2 separate regions of the Macaca mulatta genome follow, and region 2 is linked to region 1. A link is a contact called in public Hi-C data. All regions are on one chromosome and are shown on one strand. Each heading gives the region's core, a stretch centred on a gene start, on an enhancer-like site or on the middle of the called end of the contact. The rest is flanking DNA. Distances are from core to core; before and after follow the strand shown. Region 1 holds the start of STPG2 (sperm tail PG-rich repeat containing 2). Region 2 holds the start of RAP1GDS1 (Rap1 GTPase-GDP dissociation stimulator 1).

The links. Hi-C and Micro-C count contacts between places; a contact is called where the count stands out from the background.
Region 2: a contact with region 1 is called in a Hi-C map of fetal cortex germinal zone, with 3 times the contacts expected there. The contact joins the promoter of RAP1GDS1 here to the promoter of STPG2 in region 1. A contact is called at or near these places in 2 of 14 Hi-C or Micro-C datasets (fetal cortex germinal zone and fetal cortical plate).

The regions. Positions count from the first base shown.
Region 1 is chr5:107,437,867-107,444,211 of T2T-MMU8v2.0, reverse strand. STPG2 (sperm tail PG-rich repeat containing 2) reads left to right here and starts at 2,419. Exons shown (of 11, transcript XM_078002688.1): 1 at 2,419-2,859. The coding sequence starts at 2,751. LOC114678358 (a long non-coding RNA gene) reads right to left here and starts at 2,337. Exons shown (of 3, transcript XR_003729722.2): 1 at 2,227-2,337.
Region 2 is chr5:107,558,235-107,565,379 of T2T-MMU8v2.0, reverse strand. RAP1GDS1 (Rap1 GTPase-GDP dissociation stimulator 1) reads right to left here and starts at 2,632. Exons shown (of 15, transcript XM_078002021.1): 1 at 2,447-2,632.

The DNA.
Region 1 (6,345 bases), core at 1,170-3,669:
GCTTCCCAAAGTGCTAGGATTCAGGATTACAGGTGTGAACCACTGCACCTGGGCTCATAGAAACTTTTAAAAGAAAGATTTTTTTGTTAAGAATGCAGAATTTTGAGAGACCAATTATTACCAAATTATGAAGAGTATATAGGTTGTACGTCAGTGGTGTAATAATTAGGTAGGATCTGGCCAGAAGACCCAGAAACGCTGGAGTCCTGCCACTGATCGACTACCCATTTCTGTGAAGCCTTGAGGAAAAAGCATTCACTCAGGAGGCAGGCAAGGTAAATGTATTCCTAGGTGGTACTCAGTTAGAAACTCTCCCTTAGAGGCCTGCAAATGAGCTAGGGGGGTGCAACGAAGAACTCCCTTTGTCTAAGTTAGGTTACGTTCAATGGCTGAAAATCAAATCACACAGAAAGCATATAAAGTCGGCTTTACCATTTCCATTTCCAATCTCCAAAAATATGTATATCCCAGCAAACAATAATGCAGACTGCTGCAGACAGAATGGCCAGACGGGGCATGAAATTCTGCATCAGTCCCTACGGCAACCATGGCCTAGACCTGAGTTTGCAGTTTGGGTTGATAGCTTTGTTTGGATCATCAAGGGCAAATGATGTCCTTAAGGACATAGCGGGCAAATTTACAAGCACCACTGGATTGTCATACAGAGCACATGAATTTTTCTCTTTCATCTCTGTGACTCTTTCTAATATGTCATAGTAAATATCTAGCTCTTCTGAATGGGTATAGGTGGCAGTTTGGAAAATAAGGTTAAAATAACGTTGAGAGAATTATGAGGGTTTCTGACAGAATGCAGGGAGAATCGAAGTTGGTGAGATGTTTCCAAAATATTACAATATTCGTTTTCCTGCCATTAAAAAAAATCTTGCCGGGCGCGGTGGCTCACGCCTGTAATCCCAGCACTTTGGGAGGCCGAGGCGTGTGGATCACAAGGTCAGGAGATCGAGACCACGGTGAAACCCCGTCTCTACTAAAAATACAAAAAATTAGCCGGGCGCGGTTGTGGGCGCCTGTAGTCCCAGCTACTCGGGAGGCTGAGGCAGGAGAATGGCGTGAACCCGGGAGGCGGAGCTTGCAGTGAGCCGAGATCGCGCCACTGCACTCCAGCCTGGGCGACAGAGCGAGACTCCGTCTCAAAAAAAAAAAAAAAAAAAAAAAAATCTTTGCCACCTCTCGTTTTGGATTATACGTCTCTCCCCATTAGAGAGAGAACACCTGAGGGCAGGGACTTTCTTATGCTTTTGCATCCTCATAACTTAGCAGGGATGGAACCTATAGTATACACCAATTCTTGTTTTTTAAGTGCATAAATAATTTAGCTAGCTATTGAACAGGAAAAAAGGTATTACAGATACATCCTTGAGAAGCATATAGCCTCGCAAAGAGTGGGTTCTGACATATATGGCACAATGAAGCCACAGTAAATGTTGCATAGAATTGAGTGGCAAATCGTGTATGTACTACAGAATATGAAAACCATAAAAACTTGTAGTAGGAACAAATTAAAGTACTGTAGATCACTTGGAGGTGAGGTATGATCAAGGTAGGATTCGTCTAAGCCTTTGAGGATATTTAGAATCTGGACAGAATTCTTCCCGGGAAAAACAGCCTGCGAGAAGCAGAGGTGGATTCTGACATAGATTCCTTAAGCTCCCAAGGACAAGCTAGGTTTCTTTTGCCCAAGGTTGAGACCCATGGTTTAGTGGGGGTGGACTGAGCTTTTTCAGTGCCTTCGCTTTGCTTTATAAAGAGATGAATCAATATTGTGGTTGCCTGGCATCCGACAAAAGCGGCAGTTTTCGCCACTTGCCCGGCTTCAGTTGGTGAGCTTTTCGCCTCCTTTCCTGGGGTCCCCATTTCTTTCTTTCTTTTTTCTTTTTTTTTCTTTTTTACCCTTATCTTCTTTGTGATTTTTTTTCTGGGCTCCCCATTTCTTGTCACCGCCCTAACCCCTGGGTTTGTCTTAGTTTGGACTATCTACGGGTTAAGATCAGAGGTGCTTTTCCTCTGTGAGTACGAGTGGAGTTGCAGTAGCATCCCGGGAGAACTTGCGGAACCCCAAGCTCTCTGCTTCATGCTACTGCTTTTTTCTTTCCTAGGTTCTGTTGAGTCGGGAAGCAGATCAAGGTCAAGTTAGTCCTCACCCTTCCTAACGCGTTTTTTAAGGTTCTTATGCACACTTAAAAAATTCAAGACCTAAGTAGTTACCGGGATCCCAAGAGCTACGACGTTTAGTCCTGCCTTCTTCAAGGTGCGCCGGGCTCCGGGTGGAGAGAGCTGTGGAAGGCTCACGGTTCACCGCGCATGCTCCGAGGGCTCGGCCCAGGGAGGCGCCTCTACCTAGCTCCTTAGAGACTGGGCCCGCCTCTTCCCCAGGCTTCCGGGCGGAGAGAAGTGGGCGGAGTCAGGGCCGGAAGCACCAGGGCGAGCATCTAATCCCTAATCCCCAATTTTGGTGGAGCGTGCCTGGCAAACTGGTGATTGTGTGAGACGTCTAATCTCTAGTCGCTCACCCCTCTACTTTACCACAGGGCTAGAAATCGATTTGAGGAAATCTGATACCAATGAGCGGGCGGGGAGACAACCCCAATGCTAATTTCTCTGTTTACAGAAGTTCTGTCCCGGCCTCCCCAGACTGGTGTCGGCTTCCTTTTTCTCCACACCTGTAGCCGCCTTGTTTTTATCGTTTTCGGCACCTGCCCTTCCCCAGCGCCCCCACCACCCCGAGCACTATGTATGATCGGGCTCCCCGCCTGCTCAAATTGGCTGAAGGTGGCAGCACTGAGGCCCATGTGGGTCCTGGATCCTACCAGGTACCTTTCCTGAAGCAGCAGGCGACAGGTAAGATGTAGGGAGAGGCAGATCTCCTGTGACAGGCATCCCATCTTCAGCCCGCTCCCCTTCTGCGTGTTTGTGAGTTAAACATAGAGCGGAATAGCACCATTTTGTAAATGTAACAAAACATGAAGTAGGCAGGGAAAACACTATACTTTTATTTTACAGTTGAGATTGGTGGTATCACTTGTCCCATTTCAAAAGGCTGGTGAGCATATGTCTAGGACTTTTGATTCGACAATAGTTGTTTACATCCTACTTTTGATTGTGCAGTTTAGGTCTAGGATGATTTCCTGGCTCTGTTGACTACATGAGTCCCCAAATCCTGTGCCCTTACCTCCCACTGTCTCATTGCTTTGTAATCCTGCCTGCCTCACACCTTTCCTCCCATTGACCGGAGACATTTATTTACTAAGATGCAGCTTATATTTCTATTTTGCAGTATTATTTAAAGATAGTTCCTTTTTTTTTTTTCCAGACAGATTTTTCTGACCATCCTTATCTTCTAACACACTTCAGGGGAGCCCCTTTTCTCCATATTCTGTAAAGAAAAGCTATATTTTTGACCAGTGAAGTGGGCAAAAATAAATACATCGATTTTGCTTTCTACTTTTTCTATTCTGATGATTTTCTGGAGCTTAATACCGTCCAAATGATAGTTTTTCTTAACTTGTATTTTCCCCATACCTACGCTATGTGTTTTCCAGCAAATGCCAGGATCCATTATTCTGTTACATGACTGATCAGATAAGGATTGGTTTAGGTTTCTTGGGGTGGAGTACAAATTTGACTTCTGTCAGTGTTTCACATGTTGAATTCTACTGCTTCACAGCATCTGATATCGCTATTCTTGCAGCTTATTCTATGTCTTTATTTTAATGGAGTTGGGCATTATAAGCATTAATTCCCCCAACAATAGTCATAGGTGGCTAACAATGACCACCTATGACACTTTGCAATCCTTCATTTTGACACAACTGACCACTTGCTTCTTGGAAACACTTCTTTCCAAAATGTAACATCATTTTCTCCTGTTTTTTTTTTTTCTTTCCAACTACTGTCTTGGAAGAGTGTCTGGGATGTGGTTGGGACCTAATAAACATTTGTTAAATGCTGAATCAGGGCAACATTTTCTCCCCCTCTCCAAGCAGTCCTTCATGGCCTTCTTTAAATGTTTTTATGTTTCTTGTTGATGAAAAGAGTCAAACTCTGTAAAATATTTTAAGAGATTTATTCGGAGCCAAATATGAGTGACCATGGCCTGTGACACAGCCCTCAGGAGGTCCTGAGAACATATGCCCAAGGTGGTTGGGGTACAGCTTGGTTTTATGTATTTCAGGGAGGCATGAGGCATGAATCAGATACACGTAATAAATAACATTGGTTTCGTTCAGAAAGGTGGGACAACTCAAAAGTGGGGGCTTCCAGGCTATAGGTAAATGTAAACATTTTCTGGTTGACAATTGGTTGAGTTTATCTGAAGACTGGCATCAAAAGGAATGTTCAGGTTAGATAAAGGATTGTGGAGACCAAGTTTTGTTGTGCAGAGGAATCGCTCAGATAGCAGACTTCAGAGAGAAAGCGCAGGTTGTAAAATGCTTCTTATCAGACCCAAAAGGGTTGCTGGCTCTTAGTTGATTATCTCCTGTGTCTGGAAAGGAAAGAAAATGAAGGGGAAAGGGAATTCTCTATAGAATGTTGATTTTTTCCCATGAGAGACTTTGCAGGGCAATTTCAAGGTATGGCAAGGAAATATATTTTTGGGTAAAACATTTTGACTTTCTTCCTTGTCTCATAATTTTATTCCAGAGTCAGATTGGAAAGTAAGTCGTGATATATAGGGTTAAATAAAACCCATCTGATGAGAATTTATAGTTTGTAAGGCATGACTCCCTAGACCCCTTAGATAGGAATTTGGGCAAGATAAAAAAAAAAATCAGAACTTAGTTCTCATTTGAAACATCTTTAAATGTTTATATACTGTACTTTCCATCCTTTGCTTGTTGCTTTTGTCATATGTACTTTCTCATTTGTGTTCATAGACTACTATCCATATTCTGATTCTGATGACTCCCAGAAGGAAATCTTAAGAGATATAGGTGATTTATGTCTCTTAAGATGAGCTTTCTCCTAATCTTTCGGCCTTCAACACTGCTAGTCACTTTTGTTTGTTTTTCTTTTCTTTTTAATTCTTTTTTTGTTGTTGTTGCTGTTGATGTCCTTGAGTCATAACCAGTTACTTTTTTGAACATCTCTACCTAGATAGTCTGGCATCAAAGTTTTAAGTGTCTGAGCTCATAATTTTTTCCAGCAATACCGGTCCCTTTTTGAAAATTCCCTATTAGTTTATGATAAACTTTTAAGTTTTGGAATTATTCTAGACTCTTTTCTCCCTGACTACTCCTGTTGATCATTAACACCTAATGATTCTATCTTCTCAGTGCCTCTTTGATTAGTTCCTCTTTTCCATTTAGCTGTCCTTGACTTAGTTCAAGCTCTCATTATTTCTATTTTGAATTAAACCTATAAAATATTACTTGTTTTTCCTTATTTCAGTCTTCAATCCATCTTCTATCTTGTGGCAAGAGTGATCTTTCTAAGATATATTACGTTATTTGTGAAAAAAAATCCTTTGTAACATCAAGGTTAAAATCTGAACTCCTTAACATGGTTTATAATGTTCTTCATGTTCTGGACCCTGACCTCATCTCCCACACCTCCACCTCCACCTGACCTACATTTCAGCAATTTCAACTTTACGGTTTTCTTAAGTTCATGCTCACTCACCTCTGTGCCTCTGTATCTGCTGATACTTTTGCCCAGTACACTGTTTTCTTTCTTCACTTGGCTAATTCCTATTTTTTCTTTGAGATTCAGCTAAGGTGAAGTTGTTCACGGGCTCTACTTTTTCTCAGGTTTTTCTTCTCTTACTCCTTAATGGCTTTTATAGCACTTTGATTCTATATTGTAATTAATGTTAACTTATCTGGCAGACCCACTAAAATGTGAGCTGCTTGAGGGCAATAACCATGATCTTTACTCCATTATTCCTAGTTTTTAGCTGAATACCATAACACGTAAGTTAAAAAACAAACAGTAATCTTGAAATAAAATTAAAACATAATGAGCCACATATAGCGTAATTTAAAACTCTTGTAACTTTGCTTAGAGAGAAGTGAGGAGCGTGTGGTAAAACCCTTTTACTGTTTTATAGGATTGTGTCTTGTTGATCTGTGAGATAAAGTATGAAATTCCATGCTGGGGAAATTTGAGCAGCTGCATCCTGTATGTTTTTTTAGCAATACTAAGAGAGAATATGCTGAAAATCAGTAGAAGGAACAGGTGTCTCTTTGGTGATTTCTCTGCTGGATTCTCTGGAAGATAATTTAAAAGGAGCTACCATCTCTTTCCTAGGTACATACTACCTCATCTACCTTTAGGACCAGTAACACATGGGACTATGCAGAAGTGTACAACTATTTTAGCTAAGGG
Region 2 (7,145 bases), core at 1,383-3,882, 120 kb before region 1:
TTCTACCTTCTTATGTGTACATGAATTGTAATACTAACTTCCTTGGCTCAGATATAAAACTGTTACCCAAGGTTTCAATTTTAAATTATCATATGTACCTACTGATCATACATGAAACTGCCTTACCATTGCCTGAGGTTGACTCAAAACCTACCTACAGTGTACTGGGAAGCATGGTACAATTATACCTTTCTGTTTCTGCTTATCCCCCAACTAGGTACTATGTGCCAATCCAAATGTTTGTTCATACTATGTGCCAATCCAAATGTTTGTTCAGAGACTAAATCTTCAGATGCAAAAGCTGAAAATAATAGGTGGTTTTAAGTTCAACAATTTGCCAAAGATTTACTGAATTCCTATTTGAAAAGCAGTGTGGGGAACACAAAAAATAATAGGACATTTTTCATCTTCTGGGACTCATGATTAAATGCACAGCACACACACATAAACAACTCCATTATATGGTAGATTATATAAGTGCTAAAAAGCTTCTAACAAGGTACAAACAGTGCTTATGAAGAGAGAGAGATTAACCAAAGAGTATCAGAGATGGCTTCAAAATGAGAGATAGGTTTCTATTTGGCCCTTTTTAAAAATCAAGCAATAGCATTCAAGATTTTGAAGATGATATTTAAGTAGATAATTTCATCTCTTTCAGGTATTTTTATTCACTAGTGTTGTAACGAAATTGGATTTTTTCCACTGAAAAAGTACGGATTTAACATGTAAGTTAAAATGTTAAATGGTTTGAGGCTCACCTGGAAACATAGGAAAATGTATTTTTCAAGCCAAACTTGAACTTACAGTCCAATATCAGATAGGGTTATTGGACATACTGAGTATTTTCTTTGAACGTACACACATTTATCTGTGTATGTACGTTCAAAGGAAACATACATAAACGTGTGTATGTTCGACGGAAATACACAGCTTGTCCAATAATCTGATATAATACCTATTTAAAATTCTACTTTAAGAGAAAGGGTAGACACGCATAAACGGCCCACCCAATTTTTACAGAAATTTGTTCAGCATATCAAGAGTACTCACATTAAAAAAAAAAAAAAAACACTTAACTGAAAATAAAATTCAGAGCCGTAGACCTTTTTTGATTCATACCACCTCCTCCATCAACCCTGGCCTCTTCCAGATATATGGCCAAAGGTCGCGATCAAAGCCTGAAGTATTTGCTGTTCCAGAAAACTCTATGGACACCATTCCCAGGTTTAGATACTTCTTGAAGATTCTGAGTTGCGCAACCTAACTTTGAACGTGTTGAGCACTGTATTAACAGATGAAAGGATCACATTCATCTCAATCTTTAAATAACTCGCACAGAAGGGGTGGGAAAAGTCCCAGTTGACAGATGCCAAGGGAGCAAATTTTAAAAAGAGGAAATTATGACAGACAGGAGTGGCAGCAAACTGGGGAACTTAGTACAAGTCGCTACTATTAAAAGAAACTTTGAGCTCTTAATTACACGACAGCATTCATCAGACGTTTCTGTGATTACTGAATGTAACAGTTAAGCAATAGATGATGTAAAAAAAATAGGTTAAATTTATATATCGTTTTATAAAACATATTTGCTCTTAAATATCTCATCCAAACCAGTATCTTCAGATTAACTATAAATACAAAAGAAGTAAAATCAGATTATGTAGATTAGACAGGGGGAAGCTGGGAAAGAATAACTACCATGTAAGTTCGGTAACAACGTTACAGGGCGCAGTTTCCTGCTACAGAAGACAGACGAAGGAATCCAAAAAATAGGCTGAGTACAGGAATATTGCACACTGTAGTCACCCAGCATTAATTCTACAGCGAGCTGCTCTATCCTTCCTCACGTTCCTCGTGGCCTCTGACAAGTCATCCTTTCAACCTATGGGGCTGTCCGCTCTCCCCCTTGGAAAATAATTTCCGTGCAGGTTGTAAGATCTCCCTCACAAACTACTTGCTTCCACTTCCCCGCCCGGGATGAGGAGTCTCCACGACCAGGAAAGGTCGCACTGACAGAGAAGGAAGTTACATTAAGTGGTCGTGGTCGGACCCGAGCCTCGAGCTCAGCAGACGCGGGGGAAAAGGAAGCGGGCGGCCTCCGGAGAAACGGGGATGGAGACGCGGATGCGAGCCCGCGAGGCAGGCTCCGTGGTGCCCGGGCACCGGCAGGAAGAATGGAGGAGGGGAGGCGAGACGGCGAGGTGCCGGGGAGCCGGGCGGCGGTCCGGCCCGCGGCCGACCCCACCCCAGCCCGCGCTCGGGACCCTCCCAGCCCCGGCACCCGGCGTGCGTTCCGCGTGCGCTGACTCTCCCCGGAGGAACAGCCAGTCTCACACCGGGGGACTGGAGAAATCCGGCAACTTTGCGCGAGAAATGCTTTCCACCCTGCAGCACGCCGAGAAAGAAAAAAATGTCAGGCGATGACGGGGGAGGAAGGATGACTTACCCATGTTGCTCCCCGAGGGTGAGGAACCGGCGGGGCGAGGAGAAGGTCTCCGGTGCGGGCGGCGCGGCTCTGTGTCCTCCCTCTACCTCCGTCTCTCCCGCAGCCAGGGAGGGACCCGCGGGGGGCGGCCGCCGGGGAGGAGCAGCTGGTGCTGCTGCAGGCGGCGCGGCCGCGGCGGGGACGAGCGGCGGGGGGCGGGGAGGGGCGGGGCGGGGCGGGGCGGGGCTGGCGGGCGCAGCCTGCGGCGGGCGCGGCTCCGAGCGGGCGGGCGGCGGAGGCGCGGTAGCCGGCCTGAAGAACGCCGGCTCCGACTCGTGGTCCGCGAGCGCCCCGCCCTCCCCACCGAGCATGCTCAGTACCTTTTCCACCCCTCCCTCTGTGGCGAGCGAGGCTAAGCGTGCGGGTGGGCGTGTGTTCGCAGACCGGCTGCAGCCGCGGCAGAGGATCTTCATGGCGGCCGTCTGAGGGGCGGAGGGTGGGCCCGGAGAAAGCAGGGAATGGGGCTGTTGAGCCCGATCTGCTAGCAGAGGACTTACCGCTGCCTTGCTTTCCCACCCTGACCCACCAACCCCCTACCCGGAACCCGGGCCCGCCTTCTTTACGGGACGACCCGGCCGCACAGGCCAGAATTAACCGGAGAAGAGGCTGAGCCGCCGCAGAGCCGGGAGGGGTGGTGGGAAGCCAAAGCTGACGCCTCGACACGAAGCTGGAAAGGACGTGTAGGCGACTAGGCCTGTGCCTCTTGGGGACACCTGAGGACGCCCGCTGGGCAGCTGGCCGAGGAGCGGCCGCCGGGAGGGTGCTCTATAGCAGGCGTGTCATTGGGACAGTTAAGGCTGCTGTAGCAGTAGCCAGCTTAGAAACAGAGGTCCCGGCAGCCAGGAGAGCGCCCGCCCCAGGATTTCCTTGAAGAGTGTGTCGTTCTCCCTCCCGGAGGAGCGCGGCCTTCCGTTCCCCGGAGGGCGCTGGAAAGGCCCTTTAACCGGGGTGCCGTCGGGCTCCATCCTGCTCTCTGTGAAAGCGGGAGGAACTACGTCCCCCAGGCTTGAAAATAGGCGTCCTGCTGGGTTGGCGGCGGCACAGCCAAGCTAACCCGGCGGAGGTCCTGTGATCCCGGGGCCGCCGCCCGCTCCCACCACCACTCGGCCGCGGGGAGAACCTGAGCAGGGCGCTCCCACTGAGGGCGTCCTCCCGACCTGGCATGCGCGTGAGGCCGGGGCTGGCTTCGGTCGTCTGCCCTGTGGGAGGAGGCTGGAGGAAACCCTAATCTTGCCCTGGCTCCTCCTGGGTGGGGTGCGGAATCTGGTCGCTCTCCGAGGCGCAGCGACCGCAGTCCTTCAGGGGAGAGGGTGCAGTCAGCAGTACAACCTGTGGGAGAAAGATAGCTGAATCGAGGTGTCTTTCCCCTGTCAACTTTCACTCGGTCAATCCAATGCTGAGACAGGGCTTTTTTTGTTTGTTTGTTTTTTAATTAGTCGCCTATTGTCACAGTCATCAGTTTCTGTTGGGTGACTGGTATTTCGAGCACACAAATCCGAAGGGGCCCTGTAATTTGTTAAGCAAAGAGCAGATTTTATGTGATTTTTCTACAGTAAGAAACGATAATTAAAAAGGTTTGGTAAAACAGGAAAATACAATTTAACTGCTGAAGTCAACTATATGGGACTTTTCTGATGCACGAGACTATCAGGCATCTCACTCTCTTAGGATGCTCTTCTTGTTTGCTTCTCAAAATAATCCCTAGTTCCCTAGGGATGCTGTAACATACCACAAATTGGGTGGCTTAGAACAACAAATTATTATCTCACAATTCTGGAGGCCAGAAGTTTGAAATCAAGGTGTAGGCAGGGCTGTGCTCCCTCTGAGGGCACTGGGGAAGCATCTCGTCCAGGCCTCTCTCGTAGCTTCTGGTAGTTTCTTGGTATGTGGCAGCATAATTCCAATCTGAACATGGCTGTTTTCCAGTGTTCTTGTGTGTTCAAATTTCCCTTTTTAATAAGAACAGCAGTCATAACGTATTAGGGGTGAACCATCCTCCAGTATGACCTCATGAACATTAATTGTATCTGCAATGACCCTATTTCCAAATCAGGTCACATTCTAAGGTACTAGGGGTTAGGACTTCTACATACGAATCTGGCCAGCCTGGCCAACATGACGAAACCCTATGTCTAACTAAAAATACAAAAAATTAGCCGGGGTCAGGCACAATGGTTCACGTCTGTAATCCTAACACTTTGGGAGGCCAAGGCAGGCGGATCACTTAAGGTGAGGAGTTGGAGACCAGCCTGGCCAACATGGCGAAACCCCATTTCTACTAAAAAATAAATAAATAAATAAATTAGCTGGGCGTAGTGGCACGTGCCTATAATCCCAGCTACTTGGGAGGCTGAGGCAGGACAATCGCTTGAACCCGGGAGGCGGAAGTAACAGTGATCTGAGATCGCACCACTGCACTCCAGCCTGGGCCACAGAGCAAGACCCTGTTTCAATTTAAAAAAAAAAAAGAATCAGGGAGGGATACACAATTCAACGCATAATACACCAACGCAGACCCCACCCTCAGGGCCCCTCACTGCCCCCACATCTGCCATGTCACACATTCATTTTGTTACTCCTCCAGAAGACCAGCCTGGGCCTTTGCATTGCTGCTCATCATTTTTTGTTCATCTCTCCTTAACCTTCCAGATTCTCAAGTTAACTTGCTTTATTTTTCCTACTTCCTTATCTAATTACATATTACAATAATTTCATAGAGTATCTTCTATCATTTATTTGGATGCAAGCACTGAAATTAGCAAAAGCAGCTGAAGTGGCTTTCTCACCTCCCATCTGACACTAGTTTAAGTGCCTTTTTTGTTCTACTTCAATCTACAAGCCATCTCCTTAGCCTTCCTGCCAATTAAAACCAAAGGGTTGTTCAGGCTTAGTGCATATACTGAGTTCTAATGCAATGGTGTTGTAACCATAGTGAGAACCAATACTGATTGTTACATGCAGAAGTGAATTACTTCCAGACTGGTATATTGCCTACTCCTTGCACACACAATGCCACCTCCCTTCCCCTCTCCTTTCTTGTTCTATTATAAAAATATAACGTTTCTTTCTCATATATTTACTTTCTTCCTTTATGTGTTTATTCAAAAGTTACCTGCATGAGATCTTCCCTGGTTATCTTATCTAAAATTTCAACATTCCTTCCCATTTCATATGCCCACTTCTATACTTTATTTTTTTCCTTAGCACTTATCAGTAAAATAATATATATTTTGCTTTTGGACTGTCTTCCACATTTAAATGTAAGTTCTCCTAGGGAAATAATTTTTGTCTGCTTTATTTACCATTATAACCCCCATGCCTAAACAGTGCTAGCACATAGCAAGTGCTTAATAAACATTTGCCAGGTATGGTGGCTCACGCCTATAATTCCAGCACTTAGGGAGGCTGAGGAGGGAGGATCAGAGGATCACTTGAGGTCAGGATCTTGAGAGCAGCCAGTACAAGACAGCAACACCTTATATCTACATCTCTTGACATCAGGGATGTGAAGAGACTCTTCCAAAATCAATCTACTGATACCCAAACTGCAGGTTAGGCAATGGTCAGGATTTTATCAGGCCTGCTACAAAGCAAAGGAAGTTCTGGCCCAGTGCAAAGGTTTTCAACTTCAATCTAGGAAATGTCATTTATAAAGTATCAGATTTATTTGAATGACAATTTCTGTTGAAAATTGGTTTATGATTAGCTAAATAGCTGTTATGGGGGAGTATCAAGGAAAATGTCTTTTAGACAAGATCAGAAGCCGTACATTTTGGCAAGACTTATCACCTCATTGATGCATGTAAGCTTTAAAGAGGTTAGAAGGTGATTTAAATTCTTTAGAGGAAATCTATTGGGAGGGGCAACACAACAGGAAGTAGAAAGAGAGGAGAGAATGTTCTGTAAAAGTATAATAGGGAACTGATTGCCTCCTCTTCACCAAGATGTTCTGAATATCATTTAAGGGAATTTCACTGGAGTAGTTAATTGAACTTTGCAGTGATAGAAAATGATTTGGCAATGAACAGCCTTCTGCCTAAACTGTTTATTTTTCAAAGACTTCGTTGGTGAGATCCAGTTAGTCCAGGTTGAACAACTGAAATGTCTTAACCTCAATGTAACCTCTTTCTCCCCCGCTCTCCATTTATTTAATATTGTAGCCATTTTCTAAATGTTGTAAAATCTAAATTGTTTTCATAGGCTGTCACCTCAAACTAATGTCTACATATTTCAAGCAACTACAGACCTAGATTACATACAGTTTTTAGATGGGACATACCACTTTAAAATCAGTCATGTAGTTATTGAACATTTCTTCTGAGCTCAGTACTGTGCTAGATACTATAAGAAATAGCTATAAGGGCCAGGCGCAGTGGCTCATGCCTGTAATCCCAGCACTTTGGGAGGCCGAGGTGGGCAGATCATGAGGTCAGGAGATCGAGACCATCCTGGATAACACAGTGAAACCCCATCTCTACTAAAAATACGAAAAATAAGCCAGGCGTGATGGCGGGTGCCTGTAGTACCAGCTACTCAGGAGGCTGAGGCAGGAGAATGGTGTGAACCCGGGAGGCGGAGCTTGTAGTGAGCTGAGAACCTGCCCCTGCACTCCAGCCTGGGTGACAGAGCAAGACTCCCTCTCAAAAAAAAATAAAATAAA